Regions from separate parts of the Pan troglodytes genome. Here region 2 is linked to region 1. Evidence: chromatin contacts called from public capture Hi-C data. All regions are on one chromosome and are shown on one strand. The core of a region is the stretch at or near the end of the contact, and the rest is flanking DNA. Distances in the headings are between cores, read along the strand shown.

Evidence for each region. Capture Hi-C pulls out chosen DNA fragments and counts their contacts.
Region 2: a capture Hi-C map of stem cell-derived neural stem cells shows a contact between it and region 1, with 2.9 times the contacts expected there. The contact joins two enhancer-like sites. A contact is called at or near these places in 5 of 7 Hi-C or Micro-C datasets (blood, induced pluripotent stem cells, a lymphoblastoid cell line and 1 more) and 1 of 1 other capture datasets (stem cell-derived neural stem cells).

Annotation. Positions count from the first base shown.
Region 1 is chr4:165,779,403-165,783,552 of NHGRI_mPanTro3-v2.0_pri, reverse strand. All of the region lies in intron 21 of TENM2 (teneurin transmembrane protein 2), which reads right to left. Among named protein-coding and RNA genes, the nearest start is that of WWC1, 180 kb to the left of the region's middle. Within about 2 kb of position 2,097, at least 1 of the 24 cell types and tissues checked has an H3K27ac peak or open chromatin away from gene starts, as enhancers often do. A contact at or near this core is called in stem cell-derived neural stem cells, where this site is marked.
Region 2 is chr4:165,896,814-165,900,975 of NHGRI_mPanTro3-v2.0_pri, reverse strand. TENM2 (teneurin transmembrane protein 2) reads right to left here. Exons shown (of 40, transcript XM_054685276.2): 35 at 1,329-1,504. Among named protein-coding and RNA genes, the nearest start is that of WWC1, 66 kb to the left of the region's middle. Within about 2 kb of position 2,890, at least 1 of the 24 cell types and tissues checked has an H3K27ac peak or open chromatin away from gene starts, as enhancers often do. A contact at or near this core is called in stem cell-derived neural stem cells, where this site is marked.

The DNA of each region.
Region 1 (4,150 bases), core at 848-3,347:
CATGAGAAACATCAGGAGCTGCCGCGTTTTGGAGCTTGCAGGCATGGACTTGCACGTGCCCACCAAATAATGTGCACTGCAACTTCCAAACTGGGGAGGAAAGGGCTCCTCCATGCCTGCTTGGCAAGCCAGGGGGATGAGAGGTCAAAAGTGATGCGACTGCCTCGATCTCTGTTCTCTTTGGGCAGTCCGAGCAGAGTTCAAGGGCAATTTATCTAGACTCAAACTTGAATGTGCATGGGAGTCATCTGGGGACCCTGTTAGAATGCAGCTTCTGACTCAGAACGTCTGGCGTGAGGCCTGAGCATTTGGATATTTAACAAAATCCTGATGCTAGTACCCCAGACCTACTGAATCAGAAATTCCGGGTGGAGCCCAGCAATCTGTGTGTTAACAGATGATTCCAACAAGGGCTCCAGTGTGGGTATCACTAATCCAGTGGGTAAGAACATAGTTCAAAAACCATACCTGGGCAAGGGTCTTGAATCTCTCTGAGATTCAGTTTCTTTAGCTGTGAAACGGAGACGATCATGACGTATGACACAAGGATGAAATGAGAGGATTCACTTAAAACCCTTTGCACAGTGCCCAGCATTAGTTGATCTTCAATAGGCGGTGGCGATTCTTCTTACGCTATTTTATCAAAAGTGACTTTGCCAAGGGTGTCTGCTCAGTCGCTGTCTGCAAAGCATATACCAAGTGCACCTGCTTCAAGCTCCTGCTTCTGGGCCTTTGCTGCCAAAGAATCCCTGTATGTTTCTTTAGGTCAGGGGTGGGAGGAAAGAGAGGTGGGATCTGGCCATCCAGCTGCAGTGTGCTGAGGGACATTCTTTTGGGCAGCAGTCATGGTCCATGGCCTGTCTGCATTAATGAGGATTTCAGGGCAAGATGGGGTGGTAGAAGGAGATGGGTATGAATGATGGAAGGTTTGAAGGAGCTAGGATGCAGCCCTGGCTGTCTCAGGAAGGACAGCTGGGACCCGAGCCTCCGTCATGGAGAGAGAAGGAAGCTCTGAGGGAAGTATTCCTGGTGACGGGGAGGACCATCCACCCTCAGGGAGGGGACTAAGAGCTTTGTCATTGTTCTCCGCGGTGCAGAGGAAATGTCTATTAAAGGGAGACAGGAGAGCACATTGTGAGGCAGAGCCAGAGGGGGCTCAGAGAGCCCCGGCTGCTGGCAGTACTTATTGTTGGGGACTTCAGGAGTGGTCACACTGCCCTGGATTCGGGGGGTCTTCCTGCCACATCTCTCTCTTGGATGGCTATCAGGGCCACAAGCTTCAGAACCAAGCAGACGTGGCCCTGCTATGTAACCTTGGGGAAGTAGCTTACTTTCTCTAAGTCTTTGTTTCTTTTACTGTAAAATAGGAATAATAACAATGAATGATTGCAAAGGCTTGTTGTGAAGGTGGATACTAGCTAACATTTAATACGTGCCAAGCATGGTTCTACAAAGTTTCCACGTATTTACTTTTTGGACCTCACAGCAATGTAATAGGTAATATGGCTGTTGTCTCCATTTTACAGATGAGAAAACCGAGGCTCAGAGGGGTTAAGTAATTTTCTAAAATGGGTTTGGTTAACTAGAGCAGCAATAATTCAAACCTAGCAAATTCAAACTCTACAGCTTTCCTTCTTAATCACTTGGCTATTATGACATAATGCACGTAAACTGTGGAATAAATGGCATTTCTTTTCTGTAAACTTTTCTTTCATTCTTTTTTCATTCCTCCTTCTTTCCTTCCTTTGCTCATGCCCTCCCTCCATGCCTCAAAGGTGGCTGATTTATTGCTGCATGATTGATCCGGCAAATTAGAACCTTGTTCTTTAGCACTTGCTTTGGTTCTTGTGACATTTTCAAGCCATATTTCATCTTTATAAGCCTTGCTTCCTCTATTCAAGTAACCAGACATTTAGCAGGCACATATTTTGTCCTGGGTACCAAACTAAATACAGGGAGGTACAAAGGGGACTGCTGGAAGCTTGTCATCAGCAGGAGAACCACCTGGATAGGAGATGGCCGGCATGTGGCAGGGGCCACTGCTGCGATGTTGCCAAGCCCAGGTGACTGCAGGGTCATATCTGAGGGTGCTTCAGGGAGGTGGCGACCTGTGAGCTTTCCATGATGAGCAGCAGTTTGATAGGAAAGGCTGGGACTGATGAGAACATTCCAGCTGAAAAAACAGCCTGAGCAAAGAGGAAGAAGCAGGGCCTCACACTTAATGAGGGGTGACTATTGGGAACTTAGAGTGAGTGTTCAGGCCTCAGTGGGAGGTGACAGTGCGAGAGCAGTTTAGATCATGGATGACCTTGGACATCATTCTAAGAAATGTGATCTTCATTCTCAGAATGTGGCCCCTGACCACCTGCATCAGACCCCCCCAGGGGGCTTGCTAAAAAGGGGCATTCCTGAGCTGCACACCAGTCCTACAAGTCAGATTGGCTGGCATGGGGGAGAAACCTGGAAATACACATTTGGTAACAATCTCTTCAGATCCATGTCTTTAAACCAAAGCTTTTATAACCATTGTGGGAGGTGACTGGGAGCCACTGAAGGTGTTTGAGGACAGTAGTGACATGCCCCTAAGAGCTTTGGGAGAACTCTGGAGAACTCTGGAGGTGGGGAGGAGAAATACCATCATGGAGAGGTTGGTAGCCAAGTGAGCAGGGCAGTGGCTCCCACAACTTAATATTTACATAGAAAAATCCAGCTGTAAGGATAGAGAGGAAAAATGGAGCAGAAATTGTTGGAGGTCATCGGAACAGGAGTTGGCAGGTGGTGGGAAGGTGATGGAATGTGCCTGGCAGCTGGGAAGAGAGAGGGTAACAGCATCAGGCTCTGAGGTCAGAAGGTTTTTCTCTCTCTCTTTCTCTCTCTGTCTCTTTCTCTCACCACTGCACAGGCTGGAGTGCAGTGGCAAAATCTCTGCTCATTGCAACCTCCACCTCCTAGGTTCAAGCAATTCTCCAAACTCACCCACCTGAGTAGCTGAGATTACAGTCTTCACTACCATGCCCAGCTAATTTTCATAGTTTTTGTAAAGATGTGATTGCACCATGTTGCCCAGGCTGGTCATGAACTGCTGGGCTCAAGTGATCTGCCTGCCTTGGCCTCCCAGAGTGCTGGGATTATAGGCATGAGCCACTGCACCTGGCCAGGGGCTTTTGTTTCAAACTTTGGCTCTCCCACTTTCTACTGGGAAACTCTTGTTTCCTCTCCTGAAAAGTTTACTTGGGTTCAAACTCAGAATTCTAGTGTGTAACCATCGCACAAGCTGCCTGCAAAGACAAAATTCCTTTATGCCTCACCTCTGAGGTCAGTCTCATGGCTAGTCTAGTGTTGAAAGTCCAGGCCAGACTGCCTGGTTGGAATCCCAACAATTCCACTTACTTGCTCAGTGATTTTGAGCAAGTTACTTAAACTCTGTGTGCCTCATTTTCCACATCTATAAAAGGGGATGATAATCGTCTATAAATGAGGGCTACTGATGATTAAATGACATAATTATGTAGTTGTTCAGCATGGTGGTTGGCGTATATAGTAAGAACTCAATAAATGCCAGCTCTGATGATGATGATGATGATGATTTGTTTTTAGTGCTGGCATGTAGCCATGAGGAATTTGGTGGTGGAAACATTTGCCAGTTAACGGGAGAAAAATGGCAAGATTCCTGTTTTTTTTCTTTTTTAAAGCTCCACAGAAGCTGGGTAGGAACTGAAACCAACCCCCAGAGAGAAGACTTTATGTTCCCGTGGTTGTGGCATTTCTGGGCCTCCACTGACAGCTGTTCAGCAGCAGGAGTTGTCATTTCTAATAGCTATTAAATACGCATTACCTAACAACTACGGCTCTGGTGTGTTAAGTTTCTGCTGCAGGTTGAGGCCTCAAGCTCAGCCCAAATGAGCCATCTGAGAAGCCAGTGTCAAAACAGAAAAAAACCCAGACACCTCAGCGCTCTTCTGAAATGCAAGGCTGCTTTACAAACAATCCGAGGAAGCACCTGAAGTTAAAGCCTTCACATAAAAGCAAATACAAGAGAAAGGAATAATAATTAAAAAACCTCTAGCCCACAACAAATAGCATTAAAGTAATGAGAAAACCATGCAAGGGAAATAGTAATAACAAAAAACTGTAGAATAAACAATAACTT
Region 2 (4,162 bases), core at 1,641-4,140, 120 kb before region 1:
TTGTGTCAATCAAATTCCCGAAGCTTAACATATATATTTTAGCTTATACCAGAAAAAAAAAAAAAAAAAAAAAGAAAGGCAAATGACTTCAGTTTTTTCCTCCTTTTGCCTGCCGTCTAACCCAAGGTTGCTGGTCTAGCCACAGGCCAGATCCACTACAAATCAAAGCCCAGGATTCTTTGAGAAAATGGAGAGAAGAAGTCAACCTTCCCCATCCTCGTGCTTTTACTGCCAACTGCATCTGATACCACCCCCACTCAAGAGAACTCTGAAGAGACTCAAATACATCAGGGAGATGCAGCCAGTGGGTGGGTGCTGATAATGTGTTTATCTTCCCCAGTGGAAACTACACGAGTCAATCAGACGTCTGACCTTTTCCTTTACGGAAAAGTTACGGGAAGGAAATGTGAGTCAGAGACTCCTTTTACAGATACACTGCTTCCTGATTGGGCAAAGGAGCTGGCCTGGGCTGGCCTCTGAGATGTCAGCTTTTGGGACAGTGAGCAAGTGTGTACCTGTCCCTCCTGAGACTCCAGCCGTCACGCAGAAGGACAGAATCTACATCATTAATCATTTGGCAGAGCAGAAATAGAGTCATTGAAACAGGCTCCGCTGTGGGATAATAGTCCAGAAATGTCACCATTTATCTACTGAGAGGACACTTTTATCCTCTGACAACAGGCTAGCCCACCGACATTATATCTTAATTAAAAGAAAAGTTAATCGGCACAATTCATTTTCTTGCCAGCCCCAGTGCTTGCCCTGGACTGCAAAACATGTCTAGTAGCAACAATAACCACAGGGTGGGCAGAGACCTTTGAGATCCCAGTCTTGGAGAGAGAATGTTAAAGAGCTCCAGTCCCAGGGCAACCAACTCATCAAACAAATGCTTAAAAGAGAGAATCAGGATGGAACAAGAAAATATGAAATCTAGTGGTGAGCCAGGAGAATAAATGGCCTTTGAGAAGATAACTATGTGTTTTGGGTTGGTGGGGAGAGGTGGTGATGGAAGGGTAAGAGGTAGGGAGAGAGTATGTGGGGGGGGGGGCGGGTGGAAATGGACATTTTCAGATAACTATGTAGACAGTTCAAATATCTAGACATTTGGCTGGGCGTAGATGACATTCTGCTCTATCTGATTGATTAAGTCATTTTCTACAAGAATGACCTCTTATAGTTTGCTGTGGACACTTGAATAAAACAGAAAGCTGAGGGGTACGCTGGGTCTCTGGAAGTCCTCCCAGGCTGGATAACTCACATGTTGGGCTTGGCTGGGTTCTGGGTCTATGGGTGAGTTTAGGGGTAGGATGGTATGGGTGGAGGCTCACCTTGTACCACTGTGTAGGAGGCCTCTACTGAAGAGAGGTTCGTGATGACAGTGACGTCATCGTCACGGTTGGAGTTCTCAATGTCAATGGTAATAGATTTCTCCATTTCCCGGTGCAGACTGGTTACCACCCCCGTGGGGCGCGTCACGTTGGTCAGGCGGCCTTCGTGGTCATAGCTGGGGGGAGATAGATAGATAAACCCTGGTTAGCAGCAGTCATTGGGGCTGACAGTGTTCCCAAGACTCACAGGGCCAGAGAAAGAGCTGGAAAGGTGGGTTGGCTGGGTGGCACATCTCACTGAGGCCCCTCGTCACAGTCAAAACCCTATTATGCCCTGAGAAACAGCTGTGATGCTTCTTCTATCCGCTGATATAACTGACTTCAGCTCCTGGAAAACATTTCACCTGGTCTCAGGCTTCCTCTAGTTAGAGAAAACAGCCACATGTGAGCTTCTCTTACTTTTCTGTTTCTTTTTTTTTTTTGAGATGATGATGGAGTCTCACTCTGTCCCAGGCTGGAGTGCAGTGGCACAATCTCCGCTCACTGCAACCTCCACCTCCTGGGTTCAAGCAATTCTCCTGCCTCAGCCTCCCGAGTAGCTGGGATTACAGGCATGCATCACGATGCCTGGCCAATTTTTGTATTTTTTGTAGAGATGGGGTTTTGCCATGTTGGCCAATCTGGTCTCGAACTCCTGACCTCAGGTGATCCACCTCCCTTGGCCTCCCAAAGTGCTGGAATTACAGGTGTGAGCCACGCACTTGGCCCTCTCTTGTTTTTTAATTTAGGTGTTCTACAAAGCCATCAAATGAATATTCCCCAAATAGTTTCACCATGTCAGTTCCCTGCTGAACAAACCACACTCTTTTCCCATTGGTTGCTAAATCAAATAAAAATCTGGCATTTGAGACCATCCATGCCCCGAGTCTTCTACTGGAGTCCAACCTTGTCTCACTTGTCACCTCCTAGGCCTCTGGACAATCAGCCTGTGCCAAATGCCACCTGCACATTATTGGCTCAGCATAGAAGGCCTGGCTGCATGGAACCTGTTCTTTGGTCCCCACTAAACCACCATGGCTCCACTTCCCAAGCAGCCTTCTTAGACAGTTTCCCAATGACTCCCTTACCATCAGTTGTCCTTAGCACCCAAGTAAGTAAGTCTAGGGACACCAGTGATCATGCCCTACTGCCTGCAAATGGCCTGACTCTGGGGCCTCCTTCTTTATGTATATGTGTCGTCTTTCCTCTTTTCTCACACCGTGGAGTTTTCTCCCCACATCACCTTTAGCAAGAAGCCTTGTTCTAGTTGGGACAGCCTTTCCCCACTTTGGAAGATCCACTGTACTCTGAGAGCTGGGCCCTTCTCACACCCAGGAAAGGAAAGCAGGCTCGTTTCCAGGCCTTTGAGCTCTCCCAGATGAGTTTTGTTACTGGAGGAGGAAGGGGAGGAAGAAGGCGGAGCTATGAAGACATTTTGCTTGGAGGGTAAAAAAGAAGGGAAAGTGGCTCAGCTCCTGGGGGTTACTCCCTTTGGACTGGGGAGAGGGAAAAAGCTGGCAGGGTCTGAGGGATGGGAACTGGAGCTTGTGCAGCGCGTGGGGATGGGGGGGGGGGGTCCTCAGAGAAGGATCCCTGTGGGGAGGGCCTGTGAGCAGTGGAAAGGACCGCTGTGGCCTGTTGGATGTTGTCGCTTAGGGCTTAGGATGACAACATCAAAGACAAGAGAGCACTCAGGAAATGTTTTTGGAATAAAGAATTGCAGACCTGGCTCAGGCTTTCAGGGATCTGAGAAACTTTGCTTCTGGGAAGAACTAGAAGCAGTGAAGCTCTGCAGAAGTTTCAAAGCTGAGAGTGCAATCACATTAAGCTGGACACCGCGCTGCGTAAAGGTGTTGGGGGAGAGAGGAGGGAGATCTTGGAGCAGGAATGTCTGTGAGCTCAGGATCCACCCCTATCAATCACTCGCCCAGGGCCCCAGGCAGGGGGTGGCGCAGACCATGCACTCCCTGGAAAGCCCTGGTGTTGTAATCAGGGATGGGGACTTAGGTCTGCTAAATCAATAGGGCTCCTCTGTGCTTTCTTACCTGCTAAAGAAACCACTTCTCAGGCAGGGGGACAAAGGTGCTATTTACAATAGTGACAAATTAGAACAACCTAGATGTTCCTTGATGGGAGATTCATTAAATAACTGATGATCTATCCGTAAAGTAGAAACCTATGAAGCCGTCAGGATCGACAACATGGGTTTCTATTTATTGGCATACACAAATCTACACATGTTGAGTGGAAGTGTGGGGTACAAAATTTACTCCCTTGACAGTAGCTTTTTTTTTCAGGGAGGGGTAAAAAATATCAGTATCTATATGGAGCAGAAATTCACTGAAAATATAGACATTTAAATGTTAATGGTGGTTTTGCTGTATGGAATTTTGACGAATCTTCATTTTCTTCTTTGCATTTTCCCATAATTTAGAAATTACTTGTAATCAGCCGGGCATGGTGGCTTGTGCCCGTAATCAATCCCAGCACTTTGGGAGGCTGAGGTGGGTGGATCATGAAGTGAGGAGACTGAGACCATCTTGGCCAACATGGTGAAACCCTGTCTCTACTAAAAATACAAAAATTAGCTGGGCGCAGTGGTGTGCGCCTGTAGTCCCAGTGCTCGGGAGACTGAAGCAGGAGAATCGCTTGAACCTGGGAGGCGGAGGCTGCAGTGAGCTGAGATTGTGCCACTGCACTTCAGCCTGGCGACAGAGCAAGACTCCGTCTCAAAAAAAAAAAAAAAAAAAAAAAAAAAAAGAAATTACTTGTAATCAATACTTTCATGTTTAATA